Linked DNA regions of Sus scrofa: region 2 is linked to region 1. Evidence: chromatin contacts called from public promoter capture Hi-C data. All regions are on one chromosome and are shown on one strand. The core of a region is the stretch at or near the end of the contact, and the rest is flanking DNA. Distances in the headings are between cores, read along the strand shown. Region 1 holds the start of KPTN (kaptin). Region 2 holds the start of NOP53 (glioma tumor suppressor candidate region gene 2 protein).

The links. Promoter capture Hi-C pulls out the DNA fragments that hold promoters and counts their contacts.
Region 2: a contact with region 1 is called in a promoter capture Hi-C map of liver, with 2.3 times the contacts expected there. The contact joins the promoter of NOP53 here to the promoter of KPTN in region 1. A contact is called at or near these places in 1 of 5 promoter capture datasets (liver) and 1 of 2 datasets of contacts at active chromatin or transcription factors (alveolar macrophages).

The regions. Positions count from the first base shown.
Region 1 is chr6:53,245,159-53,247,738 of Sscrofa11.1, reverse strand. KPTN (kaptin) reads left to right here and starts at 1,281. Exons shown (of 12, transcript XM_003127264.5): 1 at 1,281-2,159; 2 at 2,546-2,580. The coding sequence starts at 1,937.
Region 2 is chr6:53,442,177-53,444,756 of Sscrofa11.1, reverse strand. It overlaps NOP53 (glioma tumor suppressor candidate region gene 2 protein), which reads right to left and starts at 1,304. Exons shown (of 12, transcript XM_021094646.1): 1 at 1,044-1,304; 2 at 553-617. The coding sequence starts at 1,267.

The DNA.
Region 1 (2,580 bases), core at 32-2,531:
GTTACCCAGGGAGGTAGAAGCAGCCTGAAGAAAACATTCTTCAGAAGTGGCAGAACCAGACCCCACACCTATTTACCGAGCAAGTATTTACCAAGCACCTACTGTGTGCCGTGTCCTGGTCCAAACCCTGGGACCCCAGCGTTAAACAGCATAGCCAGGTCTGAAGTTGACACAAACTCCTTTATACCGCTCTCCAGATCCAGTCTGCCTCTGAGAACACGCATATCTCTAATGCAGCAATGTCCCTGTTGCTTGGCAAAGGGCCTGGTACATAGTTTTGGGTTCTTAAACGTATTTACTAAATGTTCCATGTCAGGCCTTGTGGTCCAGGTGCTGGGGGATCTGACCGTGACCAAGGGAGGTCTAGTCACCGTCTGTGAGGCTCTTGCAGTCTGTGTTCTCTTTCTGTGTGGAAGGGGGTGACAGATTACTCAAGGTGGCCGGCGACAGCTGGCCAGTTCGTCTTCTGGCAATAATATTAGAGAGTCCGCAAACTCCTGGTGCCCTTTTAGGGACAAAAAAGGCATATACAGGTATCCCAGAAGACTCAGAGTCAGAAAGACCTTGGTTTCCATCCTGTTTCCATCCACCACTTCCTATCATATCAGTCAAGGGACGTAATCTCCCCCAGCCTCTACTTCATTCTCTATAAGTTGGAATAGTCAACCTCTTTCCAGTGTTGTTGCAAGTTTATTGAGATGAATTTGCAAAGGATGTCTTGGTACAGAGTGACTGCTCAGTAAATGCTGAATAAATGTGGGGTAACAGATCAGGGTACTTGTGAGCATTCAATGAGATAATGAGGCAACGTGACTGCATAAAGTAGGCTTTCGGTGAAGAAGGTGGTGGTGATGTGCCAGGACAGCTAGATCTTTTTCCCTTGGGGTAAGAAGAATGCATTTCACCTTTTTAAAGGTGATGTGATTAAAATAAGCCATGGAGCTCTCTTGCTGTGTTCTAATACTGACAGCTTCATACTGACTGTGATCTTAAATGAATTACTTTACCTGTCTATGCCTCGATTTTTTTTTTTTTTTTTTGTCTTTCTGCCTTTTCCAGGGCTGCTCCCACAGCATATGGAGGTTCCCAGGCTAGGGGTCGAATCGGAGCTGTAGCCACCGGCCTACGCCAGAGCCACAGCAACGCGGAGTCCAAACCGCGTCTGCGACTTACACCGCAGCTCACGGCAGTGCCGGATCCTTAACCTGCTGAGCGAGGCCAGGGATCGAACCTGCAACCTCATGGTTCCTAGTCAGATTCGTTAACCACTGAGCCACGACGGGAACTCCTATGCCTCGATTTCTTTATCTATAAAACATGGAGTACCTACCTCAGCCTGCTTGTGAGTTTTAAGTAAACCCGTCGATGGAAAACGTGTAAAACTGCTAATGGCACCTAAGGGCTATATTGAGTTTTATGGTTCTTTTTAGGGCCGCACCTGCAGCATATGGATGTTTCCAGGCTAGGGGTCGAATAGAAGCTATGGCTGCTGGCCTACAGCCACCGCACCGTGGGATCCGAGCCGCGTCTGCTACACAGCTCACAGCAACGCTGGATCCTTAACCCACTGAGCAAGGCCAGGATCCTCATCCTCATGGCTCCTAGTCAGGTTCGTACCACTGAGACACCACTGGGAACTCCCAGTTCTTCTTATTCTGCCTTCCGCAAGACCACAGCAAGGGTCACCACCTCAGCCCGCATCTGCAGGCCATCATCAGTCGCCTGGCCCTGAAAAAGGCACAGGGAGGAGGGCGCAGGCACGTTGGCACAAAATCTGTTGGGAAGCCCAGGCGGCCCGGCTGGCGGCCATTTTGGCAAAGGGCAGAGACGACGGCTTCTCTACGTCATCAGTCTGCGCGACCGGCGGGCGCCTGGCGCTCCATGGGGTAGAGCGGACCGCAGCGAAGGGTACCGGAATGCGCGGCTGAGGGGCGTGATGGGGGAGGTGGCTGTGGCCGCGGGGCCTTGTCCGCTGCGCGAGGACAGCTTCACGCGCTTCTCGTCGCAGAGCAATGTATACGGGCTGGCGGGCGGCGCGGGCGGGCGCGGGGAGCTGCTGGCCGCCACCCTTAAAGGCAAGGTGCTGGGCTTCCGCTACCAAGACCTCCGACAGAAAATCCGGCCCGTGGCCAAGGAGCTGCAGTTCAATTACATTCCCGGTGCGTGGCGCCATGGGGCTGGGGGCCTGGAATGTTGTGTTGTGAAGGTTTCTGAGGCTCTGTCTGAGCTGGATCACCATGACGGGAAAATGAGATCAGGTTGATGTGACTGAAGGGGGTCAGGGCTGATAATCTGCAGGCATTGGGGTCAGAGGACAGGGATAATAGGGGCCTGAAGTGGTTTGGGTTGAGGATTCCCCAGACGCGGAAACCAGGATCCCTCCCTGCCATGGTGAGGATGATCAGGACTCACTGGGACCCAGAGGTCATGATAATTTGCGGTAGTGAGAAGATTACTGAGTCCTAGAGGTCAGAGGTCACCATCATTGAGAAGATTGGGGTTAGGAGTCTGACTGAAACACCAGCTTTGAACTGTCCTCTCTCAGTGGATGCAGAGATTGTCTCCATCGACACCTTCAAC
Region 2 (2,580 bases), core at 55-2,554, 200 kb before region 1:
GTACGTCCTCAGCGATGCTAGTCAGATTCATTACTGATGAGCCACCATGGGCACTCCCTTCTGTTCTCTTTAAAGCATACCTCACTAACCAAAACGGGCCTGATTTCTCACCCCCCAGCCTTGACTTGCTTTTCTGCAAATTAACCTCCTAATTTATGTCTTATTTACTCATCGGCGCACACTGCTGCTGGCTTCTCTGGCCACTGAGATCTCCAAAACCTCAAAAAGAAAATGAGTTCTTGAAGGTAGTTGCTAACTTGCGTTTTTTTGGCCACATCTGCAACATGCGGAAGTTCGTAGGCCAGGGATCAAACCCACACCACAGCCATGACCTGCGCCCCAACAGTGACAAAGCCAGATCCATAACCTGCTAGGCCGCCAGGGAACTCCTCTAGCTTGCTTTCTGTTCATTCCAGGCCTTCTAGTCTACAGTAAAGACCCTTTTCAGCAGCTGTTTGTCACCCAAGCCACATCATTAACACAGATTCTTTCACAAGTTGAGATGAACTAGATAACGACTAATCGTGACCACACGATGCCACCCTTCCTCACCTTTATTCTTGGAGCCAGTGTCCACGAAGAAGAGTTTTTCATCCGGGGCCTCTGATATCAAGCCACTGGGAAATGCAAACGCAGAATATCAGCCACAGAAGTTGGGAGGAAGCAAACTGCTGCAGAAGGTGCAGATTTAACCCCTCAGGGCCCAGCTATCCCATTATGCTCATTCGGACACGCTCTTCCCCCATGAGACCCCTCCAGGTCAGGGCCCCATCCCTCCACTTTGCGGAACTTAATACTTAAAACGCGCTAAGCTTGGGTGGGGGCGAGGGGCACAGTAATACTAGAATGTATTCGTTGTTTACCTAGGTTCTAATTTAACTGGGAGTCTTCTAACCGGTAAACCTATCACGTCCCCATCCCCGCCACTTCCCAGCGCTGCCGGGACCCGCGCTTCCTGACCCCCGGAAGTCCCCCCAGCAGCTCGGCCTCGCACCCCGCCACCCAGAACCAGGCTCAGCTCCCGGAAGTCCCGCCCCACGCACCCGCTCGTGCGCTCCTGCAGCCGCACGTCCTCCAGGAACTGGTCGACCTCCAGTCCCAGCGGCTCCTGAGCGAGCCGCCGCCACCCCCGCTTCTTATTTCTTGGGCCTCGCCGCCGCCGCCTCAAGGCTGGGTCCACCGAAGTGGGCCGCAGCCCCAGGAAGCCAGAGTCGGCCTCGCTTTTTGAGCAGCGCGCACCGCCAGCGGCACTACTTCCCGCCGCCATCTTGTTAAAGGAAGCACTTGGCCGCCAGCACCCTGAAAGTCGACTTCGCGCATGCGCGCGCCGGCCCCCCGCCCTCTCCCATGACCTCCTTCCGGTGGCCGCCATCTTGGTAAGGTGGCTGGAGCCGCAGAGGGGCGTGGAGGCCGCCCTTCTTCCTCTGTTATTCGGGTCAGATCCAGGTTGTAAGTTTGGGGCTCTAGCTCTCAGCGACGCACCTCTCCCGGCCGCCCAGGGATACTTTTAAAATCTGAGTATTATTTTTAATTTTTTTATTTCAAAACAATCTAGTTTTCTTAAGAAAAGTTAGAACCATGACAGATTTGGCACAAGACACGTTCCAGTCTCAAAATGCGTCTTTCCACGTTCCAACCCTAAGAATCTTGGAAATCCGAGAGCTTTTTGAATGTCAAGGTTGGGAACACAGAAGGTTACATGCGAGGAATGTTAGAAACTCTAGAAGCGCAGGCTCCGAATGAGTCTTTTCTAAGCTACGGAGCAGTGCTTCATTTGCTTCATCTGTGAAATGGGGGCGGTAATGGTACATCTGCCTCATAGGTTATTCTGGAGCTAAAACAGGGTAATACATACAAAGCCCTTAAGGTTGTGCGTGGCATCTCATTGTTAGCTATTGTTACTGCCTCACTCCCTGAGATTTCATCTTACAATCAATTTTTGCTGTTTACAAATAAGGAAGGAAGCTCAGGGGCCCTGGCAACCATCCATAGGGATCGAGAGCCTCCTAAAGGCCGTTCTCCACTCGAGAAGGAAAAAGGTACAGAGCGGGAAGGCGCCACGCAGCGCAACTCCGCATCGGGAAGGTGATAGGCCCGGATTGTGGCCCTTGGAGACCTGATCACCTACCACCTGGGACCGGGATTGCAGTCGCCACCAGCCAGCCTTGCTGCAGGGTGTCCGCCAGGGGGCGCCGGGAGCTGCGCCACCGCGCGAGCGTGGGCGGGAAGGGCGCGAGGCCAGCGTGTCCCGGGGCGCCGTGGGTGTGGCCCTGGGTGTGAGTCGGCGGACCGCGAGCGGGGTCCGCTGCAGAGCGGAGGCCAGAGCCCCCGGGCGTGAGCGAGCGCACACTTGGCGGTCCTGTTGGGCAGCGTCCCCTCCTCCCCTCCGAGTGCCCGTTGGTCCCCAGTGTTACGTGTCAAGAGCTGTGTACCTAGGTTGGGTGGACGAGGGCGGGGGCGCGCGCGCGCGGGCGCCCCAGGGCTTGGTTCCCAGGCCCCCGCGGCAGGAGGTAGAAGGGAGGGATGTCCCGGAGGGAGGGCCCCAGAGAAACTTTTCTTTGGAAAATATGTCGGTCTGGC